2 separate regions of the Macaca fascicularis genome follow, and region 2 is linked to region 1. A link is a contact called in public Hi-C data. All regions are on one chromosome and are shown on one strand. Each heading gives the region's core, a stretch centred on a gene start, on an enhancer-like site or on the middle of the called end of the contact. The rest is flanking DNA. Distances are from core to core; before and after follow the strand shown.

The links. Hi-C and Micro-C count contacts between places; a contact is called where the count stands out from the background.
Region 2: a Hi-C map of liver shows a contact between it and region 1, with 4 times the contacts expected there. The contact joins the promoter of LOC141407064 here to the enhancer-like site in region 1. A contact is called at or near these places in 2 of 2 Hi-C or Micro-C datasets (liver and skeletal muscle).

What each region holds. Positions count from the first base shown.
Region 1 is chr1:14,048,788-14,054,900 of T2T-MFA8v1.1, forward strand. LOC135970700 (a long non-coding RNA gene) reads left to right here. Exons shown (of 2, transcript XR_010586541.2): 2 at 1-4,972. Among named protein-coding and RNA genes, the nearest start is that of TOMM20, 59 kb to the left of the region's middle. Within about 2 kb of position 2,109, at least 1 of the 6 cell types and tissues checked has an H3K27ac peak or open chromatin away from gene starts, as enhancers often do. A contact at or near this core is called in liver, where this site is marked.
Region 2 is chr1:14,522,542-14,528,750 of T2T-MFA8v1.1, forward strand. It overlaps LOC141407064, which reads right to left and starts at 3,861. Exons shown (of 9, transcript XM_073994398.1): 1 at 1-3,861. The coding sequence starts at 3,330. The coding sequence ends at 2,344. It overlaps IRF2BP2 (interferon regulatory factor 2 binding protein 2), which reads left to right and starts at 2,654. Exons shown (of 2, transcript XM_005539751.5): 1 at 2,654-4,376; 2 at 4,974-6,209. The coding sequence starts at 3,329. The coding sequence ends at 5,689.

The DNA of each region.
Region 1 (6,113 bases), core at 859-3,358:
ACTAATCTCTCATATCTATGTTTTCTCTTCTCCTTTGAATAGTGTGATTTCATAATTCAACCTTGCCTGGACAAACAGGAAAACCCATTCCGAATTCCAAACTGGCTTTAGAAACATTTTCTTGGAGGGTGATGGGAAGTGGGGTGGGGGTTTGGGAAGGGACGCTCTCCCGGCTCTTTCGTTGCTGTCTGGTTGCCAACTTCAGTTCCCCTGCGGATGGCTTGTGAAGAGCGCGCATCAGGGGACATGCCCTCATCCTCATACTCCGGGTGCCGCCCACCTGAGACCGCTGTGTCCTCTGGCCACAGCTTCTCAATACTCTGTCTACGGGGAAATATTTTAAAGACTCAGGAAGTGAACTCATTTAAAAAAATGTCCTCCCCCTGCTTTTCCAAAACAGTGCAGCCTTCCTGGAAGAAAGCAAACAAAACAAGTGTGGCTGTTTAAAAAATGATTGGAAAAGCCATTCTGAACAGTGTGAGTTTGCACGGCTCTCCTGGGCGGATGTGTCACCCTCGGCTGGGCTTACTCTCTGGCGTCTGTGTGGAGAGGAGGCAGGGCTGCCCACGCAGTCTTCTCAGAGGAGGCAGCTGATGGCTGAGTGGGGCCTGGAGACCAGTTCCCCCCAAACAGCCACGGGCACTTCACACTTGCAGACCTCAAACACACAGACAGACACGGCTGTGAGTCCACATGCGTGTGCGTGAGGCCGCGTCCAGCTGAAATTAGCACAATGATCTAATCGCCGCCAAAGCGCGGACGACTTCTGCTCTGCATGTGGTGACTATTTTGGGTTTCTAGGTGTTCACATGTGATTTGTGGCATTCGCAGTGTTGTTATTAATAACACCGTTGGCTGTGTGGAGGCTGAGGATGAAGCCTTTTCATTTCAGCCATCTGGTCAGAATGCTTCTCCTTTGATGAGGGAAAAAACCTTTGCTGTGTTTCAACTGGAACACTGCCTCCCAATTAAGGTGACAGCAGATCGCCGAGTCGCCCTGTCTTTGCAGGAAGAGCCAGCCAGGCTCTACGTGCTGCTCTGTCCGGGAGGGAGAACGCCTTTCCTATCGACTGTGGCTTGGTATGCAGTTCAGGCTCTGGCTTGAAGGGACGCTGGGCCAGGAAAGCCAGCATGTGGTGTTTACCGGGTTGGCTGGCTTGGCGCTCAGGTTTTCCACTGTCAGGCAGTGACAGCGCCGCTCCAGACGCTCTCAGGAGACGTTCCCCTGCTTTCATAACAACGAAGGGCTTTTTTGTTTTCTGACTCATCTTCAGAAGATCTCCCCCCACTTCGTTTGAAAGTAAATATAATTAGTAACAGGCAGACATACTGTATATAGCCAGCCCTGCCTATGCGAGAGAGTTATAATTAAACCTGCATGCTGTCTGCTGTGCACTGTCGGCGAAAGGCCTTGCTGAAGTCCCCTGGAGGGAGAGGGTTTATCTTGACGCAGCAGCCTGGGGTGGGTGCTGCAGAGAGAGAGAGAGGCCTGTCCCACCTTTGAGTCCAATGTCCAGTCCAAAGCTAAGACTGAGCTGTCGACCAAAGGGGAGGTGGGCCCATGGGCCCTCAGCCTGCCTTCGCCTTGGTTCTTCTCCGTTCTCAACCTTGGGCAGCCCTGGGGGACCCTGCGTGGTCAGGGTTGGGGCCGGCCCCTCTTGGGGACAGAGTGATGGTGGCCAAGTATGGTTGTCATGGTAACTAGGTGGCTGCTGCCACTGCTGTCGGCTCAGGAGGCACCTGCCTGCCTGCAGGTTACGATCTGCCCTCCCCAGGCTGGGGAGCCAAGACCACGCCTTTGTTCCCAGCTCCCTGCCCGGGATGCTGGCAGCAAAATCTAAGCCCCGCCCTGCAGGGCAGGAGCTCAGCTAGGTTACCCCAGGTGACCCTCGGCCCTTCTTCCTGGCTAAGGGTAGGTTGGGTGTTTGGAGGCCACTGTCCAGGCCCATAGAGAGCTCAGATTCTGCTGAAACCAGCGGCTCAGGCAGCCCCAGGAACACGCACACACCTTGTGGGCAGATTCTGGGACCGCAGCATGGCCAGCGGGCTTGGTGACACAGGCTTGCAGACACAGGAGAAGCTGCTGTGCCTCCCGCCCCTCCAGGGGGTGCGGCGGTGACCGGATGACTAGTTGGCACAGCACTTTCTTGGCCTGGATCGAATGCAACAGGCGTCATCTGAGCCCCGGGCACCTTTCCCCAAGTTGCTCAAAGTGTTTTCCGAGCAAACAGTTGTTTCATAACACCCGTGAGAAGTAGGTGGGGTGACAAAGCATTCTTTGTCCCTGTCTTGCAGATGGGGGAATTGAAAAGCTGCCGGTCCTGGTGGTGAGGCCAAGAAAGGGAGAAGGTGCTCTCCTGCCCGGGGCTCTGGGCGTGGACTGCCGGGGCCAACTCGTGCCCCGTCACCAACTCCTGTGGAAAGTGGGGCAGCCCCAGCAGAGAAGGAGGCCAAAAGTGGAAGAGGCCCAGGGCTTTTCCCTTAGCACTGGAGGCCTCAGATGCAATGGCAGGAGCTCGGCCGTGGGCCTCACTGTCTGAGGTGTTGAAACTGGCCATTGGCAACTCGAGAGTTGTTGGTGCTCTTTCCTGCTCAGCTTGCTTGAAGTTACTGGACTCTTGGAGGGATCAACAGATGCTTTTTGAGCACACTGTTCTGGCCCAGGAATTGTTCCATTCCAGTGGTAAATGAGGGGGATGTGACCCTGCCTTTATGGTGCTCATAGGAGACAGTCAACACATAAAATTAAGAAGAAATCATTTCAGAGAGTGACATGCTATAAGGACAATAAAAATGCATAAGGGGACAGAGATTGGCTAGAGGGGAGGGTAGGAGAGGAGGAAAACAACTATTTTATTTTATTTTATTTTGTTTTGTTTTATTTTATTTTTGAGATGGAGTCTCGCCCTGTCGCCCAGGCTGGAGTGCAGTGGTGTGACCTCGGCTCACTGCAAGCTCCGCCTCCCGGGTTCAGCACTTCTTCTGCCTCAGCCTCCTGAGTAGCTGGGATTACAGGTGCCCGCCACCATGCCCAGCTAATTATTGTATCTTTAGTAGAGACGGGGTTTCACCATGTTGCTCAGGCTGGTCTTGAACTCCTGACCTCAGGTGACCCACCCCCCTTGGTCTCCCAAAGTGCTAGGATTACATGTGTGAACTACTGCTCCTGGATATTTTATTTTTTGAGACAGGGTCTCACTCTGTGTCCCAGGCTGGAGTGTAGTGGTGTGATCATAGCTCACTGCAGCCTCAGACTCCTGGGCTCAAGTGATCCTCCCGCCTCAGCTTCCTGAGTAGCTGGGACTGCAGGTGTGCACCACCATGCCTGGCTAATTTTTAAAAATATTTTTGTAGAGATGGGGTTTTGCTGTGTTGCCCAGGCTGGTCTTGAACTCCTGGGCTCGAAGGATCCTCCCACCTGAGCCTCCCAAAGTGCTGGGATTACAGATATGAACCACTGTGCCTGGCTGAGCAAAAATTTTAGATAGCGAATCAGAGACGGCGTCTGCACGAGCAATTCCACAAAGGGAAGAAGGAGCCAGACTAGGGGACCAGCATTCCAGGGCAGGAAACAACTGGGGCAAAAGCCCTGAGAGGGGAATGAGGGTGGCCTGTCCAAAGCTTGGAGGAGGACGCTGCTCTTGGATGGTGGCAAGAGACTATGTGAGGGCGGTGAGCAGGGGTGTGGTCCTGTAAGGAGGACCTTGTTGGTTGTGGGGCCGTGTGTGACTCTGGATGCTAGGGGAGGTGATACGTAATTCAGAATTTCTTGGGAAGGTGGTGCTGACATTCTTTTCTTATGTATTGGATGTGGAACGTGATGGAGGAATGAGTTAAGGACAGTCTCCAGGTGTTTGCTGGAGGTGGAACGCAGAGCTCTCGATTGTGATGGGGAAGGCTGGGGAAGACCATGTGTAGAGGGGAGCGAAGAGGGTGGTCTTAGGGATGGCAGTTTTGAAAGACCTGCTTCTAAGTGGCTGTGAGTGGAGCCTGGGCATCTGCGTTTCTTAAACTCTCCCTCTCAGATCGTGGAGAAGAAAGGGAGAGGAATGAACTGCACTCTTTGTTTTGTTTTGTTTTGTTTAGACAGAGTCTCTCTCTGTCACTCAGGCTGTAATGTAGTGGCAGGATCTCGACTCACTGCAATCTCTGCCTCCCCGGTTCAAGCAATTCTCCTGCCTCAGCCTCCTGAGTAGCTGGTATTACAGGCGCCTGCCACCATGCCTGGCTAGGTTTTTGTATTTTCAGTAGAGAAGGGATTTCACCATGTTGGCCAGGCTGGTCTTGAACTCCTGACCTCAAGTGATCCACCCACCTCAGCCTCCCAAAGTGCTGGGGTTACAGGCGTGAGCCACCACGCCAGGCCTGTGCTTGGTTTTGAATTCGCCCAAGCCTCCCGGGGCTCAAACTCCATGATTTTCTTTTTTTTGAGATGGAGTCTCATTCTGTCGCCCAGGCTGGAGTGCAATGGCGTGATCTCTGCTCACTGCAGCCTCCACCTCCCGGGTTCCAGGGATTCTTGTGTCTCAGCCTCCCAAGTAGTTGAGACTACAGGCACGAGCCACCACGTCTGGCTAATTTTTGTATTTCTAGTAGAGACGGGTTTTCACCATGTTGGCCAGGCTGGTCTCGAACTCCTGACCTCAGGTAATCCACCCACCTCGGCCTCCCAAACTGCTAGGATTACAGGTGTGAGCCATCGTGCCCAGCCTAAACTATGATTTTCAAGGACAAGACTCCTGCTTCCAGAGCTAGAGGAGGCCTGTTAATGGTGCTTCGCCATCAAGGAAAGGAGACCAGCCGGGGTTGGTGCATGGAGGGCAGTGAACACCCTCCTGCCAACTGGCCTGCTGTCCCTTCCTATCCAACCCCCAGCCCCCTGCCATTTACATCCAGATCCTTGGTAATTTGCCCTTGAGCATCATTATTAGCCTGATACACACACACACACACACACACACACACACACACACACACACACACATATTTTTTTTTTTTGAGACAGAGTCTCCCCCTTGTCACCCAGGCATGAGCCACTGCACCTGTCCATTATTAGCCTGATCTTACTACCTGTGGATGAAGAAATATCCAAGTCCTGCCTCTCTTTTGTTTGATAAAATGGAATGGTAAAAATTTAGCAATTGGCTGAGTGCGATGGCTCACGCCTGTAGTCCCAACACTTTGGGAGGCCAAGGTGGGCAGATCATGAGGTCAGGAGTTCGAGACCAGCCTGGCCAACCTTGTGAAACCCATCTCTATGAAAAATAAAAAAATTAGCCAGGCATGGTGGCAGGTGCCTATAATCCCAGCTGTTCGGGAGGCTGAGGCAGGAGAATCACTTGAACCCGGGAGGCGGAGGTTGCAGTGAGCTGAGATCGTGCCATTGCACTCCAGCCTGGGCGACAGAGTGAGACTCTATCTCAAAAAAAAAAAAAAAAAAAAAAAAAACAGAGCGAAAGACAGAAAAGGATGGGCCCATGTGAGCAGCAAGACAGTTCCACTAGGCAGGAGGGCAGGGATACTTTTTGGCCACTAACTTGGCATGCAGTTTTCGAAAACTTGCTAATTCTTCCTTAAGTATATACATTGGAAGCTACAAGATTACTTGCATCAGTGATAGTGGCCTGAGCCCACCGTTTTTTTTGTTTTTTTGTTTTTTTTTTTGAGACTGAGTCTGGCTCTGTCGCCCAGGCTGGAGTGCAGTGGCCGGATCTCAGCTCACTGCAAGCTCCGCCTCCCGGGTTTACGCCATTCTCCTGCCTCAGCCTCCGGAGTAGCTGGGACCACAGGCGCCCGCCACCTCGCCCGGCTAGTTTTTTGTATTTTTTAGTAGAGACGGGGTTTCACCGTGTTAGCCAGGATGGTCTCGATCTCCTGACCTCGTGATCCGCCCGTCTCAGCCTCCCAAAGTGCTGGGATTACAGGCTTGAGCCACCGCGCCCGGCTTAGCCCACCGTTTTTTTGTTTTGTTTTGTTTTCTGTTTTTTTTTTAAAAGACAGAGTCTTGCTTTGTCACCCAGGCTGGAGTGCAGTAGCGCGATCTCAGCTCACTGCAACCTCCGCCTCCTGGATTCAAGCGATTCTCCTGCCTCAGTCTCCCGAGTAGCTGGGAC
Region 2 (6,209 bases), core at 2,611-5,110, 480 kb after region 1:
ACAATTCCTGCCTTGTCTCTGCGAATTGCAGACGCATTGCCTCACCCTAGAAACCCTGCTCCTGTGTGTGGAGGAGGCGGCTGTAACTGCTGCAGCAGCCGCTTTGGACGGGATCCAACTCCAGTCTGTGCCGGGAGGGAACGGTGGGTGGAAGACAAAAACAAAGCTATGTTTACTTAGCATACATCGATAAAGCTGCTTCAGAGCTACATGAAAGGCCAGGCAGCATGAAAGACTTCTGATACAATATAAGGAATTGCTGCCCTGGATCCAGCCTTAACCCCCTTGATTCCAGATCGAGCCCAGAACTAAAATAGCCTTTCCATTTTCCATCGGGCATTTCATTAGGGAAGTTACAACAACTCAGTTTCGACATGAAACTGGCAGTGTAAAGTAAGAAGGAAATGTTCTTCCTTTGGAGAAGAAAAGCTCTGTTCTACAAAGATCTTAGTATCTCTCAAGGCAGAATTTGTATCTCTAATTCTATTTGGGGATGGAGTGGCAGGCTCTCCCTTGAGGCCATTACAGTACCAGCTTGCAGAGAAATGAGTATAATTAGGCCACAGCTCTAATGGTGGGTTGTGTTTTCTTTTAATATGTTTCAGTCAGTGCTTAGTGGGGCCGTCTCTTGGGGGCGTTCAGTTGGTTCATTTCTCTGCAGCACAAGGACTGGACTTCATCCCCTTTGGGCAGTGACGCAGTGGGTGAAGCCATGTGCTGGAATGACTGTCACAGGGTCTCTGAGGAGGATGACCAAAGGGACAGGTCTTCAAAGTGGTGTGCAACAGCAGGGCCTGGGAGTGACCAAACCCGCTGGCACCAGCTACTCCCGGGAAGGATCTGGGCAGGCCCCGTTCTCCCAGCTTGGAGAGGGTGAGGCAGGATTGCAATTGCAGGGCAAGATCCAGGAACAGATGGAGAGACCTTTAAAGCAAGCGCACCTTCTATGGAAATCCCCAAAAGGCATTCAAGGTTAGCCTGTAAAAACATTTAGGTCTGACATTACGTTTTCTGTGCCATTTTCGAACAGGTTTTTTCATGTGTTTTAAGCAGCTCCCTCCACTGTTTCTCTAAGGGTGTTTTTCCTCTTCCTTGTGGTTAATCCTTTGAAGCAACCTGGTATTTTCAATAGCAACGACTAGAGAGAAACGTCAGCAGGATTTTTTTTTTCTCTCCACCTACCAATCCAGTTGTAGGAAAGATAATATAATTAGTACCCTGTTCTTCCCACACTTAACCAGCTCATTCCAGTCTCAAGGGAGAGTTGTGGGCCTGTGTTCCCAACAAAAGCAGCCCCAGAGGCCGCCCTTAAAGAGCTGAAGTGTAAAAGTCCCAATTGAAGAGCGACTAAGCCTACGTGTATTAGGGAGACTAACGACCAGCCCAAAGTGATTTACCATAACACACACCAGCTCCTCCTCCCGATAAAAGTGCGAAACTCAAGCATTCAATTCAGTCTGGGCTGAGTCTGAGGCTGCCAACGGTGGCAGAGCTGAAGGCCGCGCGGCTGGGCTGGGCTTACCCCAGCCTGGGTGGCATATAGGGCGCAAGTCTGCCCCCATCGGCGGCCCGCCCTGCGCGACGGCGAGCCAGCCAGCCGGTCGCCCCCACGGCCAGCGGGGACCCCGCGGAGGCGAGCAGGACTTCCCCCCACGACTCGCGCCCGCGCCTCCCGCCACCTCGAGTCCAAGTTCGGGCCCGGGGCGGCGCCTGGACGCCCAGACTCGCCGAAGGGGGTGGGGCCTGCGCTGTGACGCGGTCGCGCTGGCCGTACACCCCGGATCCCTGGAATGTGCATTCGTTCCACGAGGCCCTAGTGCCAGCGGCGCCGAGGCACGTCTGCGCGGAGCGTGCGCACACGCGGCGGCGGCCGCCCACGGTCCCGAGTCCACGTCACGCGCCCGCCGCGCAGACCTACATAAGGCGGCCGGGGCAACTGGCGCGGCGAGGCCCTAGCTGAACAGGGCGGGCTGGACGGGGCTAAGAGCAGCACTTGGTGTTCGCGAGCTGCTAATCCGAACCGCGCTCCCTCCCCTCCAGAGGGCTCCGTGGAAAACGCGCGAGCCAGCTGGCGGCGTGTGCACGTGGTGCTGGGCTTGGGAACATCCAGATTCTCCCTAGTTAGTAAAAGGGGCAGGCGGCGGGTATGTCCTTCCCAAGACAAATGCAAATGCAAAGCACCAGTGACGGATTTCATGCTCTTGTGTCCGACATTGAGCTTTCAAGTATAACTCCTAAAAAACCAGAACTGTGAACCACGCTAGACCTAAAATCCCCATTCTCAGGAGACTGACGGAAACCAAGTGACAAAGTGGCCTTGCATAAAAGAAAAAGAAATGGCTTTTAGCACGATTTGGTCCAGAGGCACACCAGGGGAAAACATCCTGAGGGTGGTCGAGACAGCCGGGTGGGGCGTGAAGTGAGGGAAAGTGGAGGAAAAGCACACGACCACTTTGCGCCGTGTTCCGAGGGGACACCAGCGCTGCGCTGCCGCGCTGCCCCGCGAGCGGGCGGGCGCCACAGAGCCGGCTCTCCCGACAGCGCTCCTTCGGCGCGCAGGGGGGAGGGGAGCGCGCGCGCGGGAGGGCGGGCACGCGCCCGAGGGGAGGGGGCCCGCGCAGGCGCTGTGCGAGACTGTCGAAGAATCAAGTCTGTAGAAGTGGAGCGGCCGCGGCGGCAGCAGCAGCAGCGACGGTGGCGGCGGCAGAGCTGAGGCGGGCTGGCCGCTGACGCTGGCGCTGGAGAGCGGCGACGCCAGGAGCTGTGAGAGAGCGGCGGAGCGACCCGGGGCCTGCGCCGCACCCGAGCTCCACGCCGCCCAGCCGCCGCCGCCCCGGCGCGGCATGCCCCGCCGCTCGGGCTGAGCCTGCCCCGGCGGCCGCCCCCCGCCCCCTGCCCCCCCGGCCTCCCCGCCCCCCGCCCCGCACACTGTGCCGGCCGCCGCCGCGACCTGCTGCGCTCCCCCGCGCCCGCGCGGCCCGTCTTCGCCCCGGTCTGGAGGCCCGCCGCGGCTCCAGCCGAGCCCCCGCCGCCGCGCCCGCCGCACCGCCGCACCGCGCCGCCCGCCCGCGCCCGCGCCGGCCGGGGGGAACTGCTGCCGCGGCTGCAGCCCCTCGCCTCGCGCCCGCCGCCCCTCGTGCACCGGGGGCGCTGCGCGGGCGCCGAGCCTTCGCGGGCTTTGCCGCCGCCGCCGCCGCCTTTGCGGCCGCCGCCGCCGCTGGTGGGGGAGACGCGGGGTTGGGGGGGGAGGAGGGCGCGCGTGGTGCCGGTGGGGGGCGGCGGCGGCGCCCCCTCCTCCTCCTCCTCCGGCGCCGCGGGCTCCTCGGACATGGCCGCGGCGGTGGCGGTGGCGGCCGCGTCCCGGCGGCAGTCGTGCTACCTGTGTGATCTGCCCCGCATGCCCTGGGCCATGATCTGGGACTTCACCGAACCTGTGTGCCGCGGCTGCGTCAACTACGAGGGCGCCGACCGCGTCGAGTTCGTCATCGAGACAGCGCGGCAGCTCAAGCGGGCGCACGGCTGCTTCCCGGAGGGTCGCTCCCCGCCCGGCGCCGCGGCCCCGGCCGCCGCCAAGCCGCCGCCGCTCTCGGCCAAGGACATCCTCTTGCAGCAGCAGCAGCAGCTCGGCCACGGCGGCCCCGAGGCGGCCCCGCGCGCGCCGCAGGCCCTGGAGCGCTACCCCCTGGCGGCCGCGGCCGAGCGGCCCCCGCGCCTCGGCTCTGACTTCGGCGGCAGTCGTCCGGCCGCGAGCCTGGCCCAGCCGCCGACGCCGCAGCCGCCGCCCGTGAACGGCATCTTGGTGCCCAACGGCTTCTCCAAGCTAGAGGAGCCTCCCGAGTTGAATCGCCAGAGCCCGAACCCGCGGCGCGGCCACGCGGTGCCGCCCACCCTGGTGCCGCTCATGAACGGCTCGGCCACGCCGCTGCCCACCGCGCTCGGCCTCGGCGGCCGCGCTGCCGCCTCCTTAGCCGCGGTGTCCGGAACCGCGGCCGCCAGCCTGGGCTCCGCGCAGCCCACCGACCTGGGCGCCCACAAGCGGCCGGCATCCGTGTCGAGCAGCGCGGCCGTGGAGCACGAGCAGCGCGAGGCGGCAGCCAAGGAGAAGCAACCGCCGCCGCCTGCGCACCGGGGCCCGGCGGACAGCCTGTCCACCGCGGCCGGGGCCGCCGAGCTGAGCGCGGAAGGTGCGGGCAAGAGCCGCGGGTCTGGAGAGCAGGACTGGGTCAACAGGCCCAAGACCGTGCGCGACACGCTGCTGGCGCTGCACCAGCACGGCCACTCGGGGCCCTTCGAGAGCAAGTTTAAGAAGGAGCCGGCCCTGACTGCAGGCAGGTTGTTGGGTTTCGAGGCCAACGGGGCCAACGGGTCTAAAGCAGGTAGGGGCGGCTGTGAAGTGAGGGGTTCTAGGGGAGAAAAGGGGACGGAGAGCAGAGGAGGGGTGGTTCTTTCGATTCACCATTTTACCCCAGCTCAGAAACAACAAACACCCCACTTCCTGATCTGCCTGAGGCGGAACCAGTGCTTAGTGGCAACGTGTTCATGTGCTGAAGCAGCATAACAGAGATGAGTCAGACTGGGCTGATACGCTCTGACACGGGGTTTTCCTTTCCCAGCACATTCTTGGATGGGAGCATGAGGGCACTAGTCACCTTTTAACCTATTGGGGGACATTAGCAGTCACATGCCCAGTGCAAACTAGGGTACTTTTGTGCATGTGTAAAAACAGGCAGTTACAAGCCTGCCATTTTCAGTGGCTCCGTTTTATTTTCAGTCTACTGCCTCAGAACCCCACACGCCTAAATGTTTCAAGTTGCGTGTATGTGCACCTGAAACTCGTAGGAGGGTTTTCCGTCTGTGCTTTTAGAGAGGAGGAATTCTGTAACGAGTTTTGTTTCGGGTTAGGAAGGGAAGGATCCCTTTCAGTGCACCGCCATTTATGTTTCCTTTTTCCTTTTATTTCTTTGTGTTTCCAGTTGCAAGAACAGCAAGGAAAAGGAAGCCCTCTCCAGAACCAGAAGGTGAAGTCGGGCCCCCTAAGATCAATGGAGAGGCCCAGCCGTGGCTGTCCACATCCACAGAAGGGCTCAAGATCCCCATGACTCCTACATCCTCTTTTGTGTCTCCGCCACCACCCACTGCCTCACCTCATTCCAACCGGACCACACCGCCTGAAGCGGCCCAGAATGGCCAGTCCCCCATGGCAGCCCTGATCTTAGTAGCAGACAATGCAGGGGGCAGTCATGCCTCAAAAGATGCCAACCAGGTTCACTCCACTACCAGGAGGAATAGCAACAGTCCGCCCTCTCCGTCCTCTATGAACCAAAGAAGGCTGGGCCCCAGAGAGGTGGGGGGCCAGGGAGCAGGCAACACAGGAGGACTGGAGCCAGTGCACCCTGCCAGCCTCCCGGACTCCTCTCTGGCAGCCAGTGCCCCGCTGTGCTGCACCCTCTGCCACGAGCGGCTGGAGGACACCCATTTTGTGCAGTGCCCGTCCGTCCCTTCGCACAAGTTCTGCTTCCCTTGCTCCAGACAAAGCATCAAACAGCAGGGAGCTAGTGGAGAGGTCTATTGTCCCAGTGGGGAAAAATGCCCTCTTGTGGGCTCCAATGTCCCCTGGGCCTTTATGCAAGGGGAAATTGCAACCATCCTTGCTGGAGATGTGAAAGTGAAAAAAGAGAGAGACTCGTGACTTTCCGGTTTCAGAAAAACCCAATGATTACCCTTAATTAAAACTGCTTGAATTGTATATATATATCTCCATATATATATATATCCAAGACAAGGGAAATGTAGACTTCATAAACATGGCTGTATAATTTTGATTTTTTTTTGAATACATTGTGTTTCTATATTTTTTTTTGACGACAAAAGGTATGTACTTATAAAGGCATTTTTTTCTTTTGTTAACGTTATTAGCATATCTTTGTGCTTTATTATCCTGGTGACAGTTACCGTTCTATGTAGGCTGTGACTTGCGCTGCTTTTTTAGAGCACTTGGCAAATCAGAAATGCTTCTAGCTGTATTTGTATGCACTTATTTTAAAAAGAAAAAAAAAGCCAAATACATTTTCTGACATTGTAAGATTGCCTTACTGTCTGTCATTCCTTATTGCTGGCCCCTTTCTCAGGCCGGAGGCCAAGTGGTGGAGAAGGAAAGGAAATGAGTGAACGGGCATGTTGTCAAGTGGGCATGCCACTGGGAAATACCA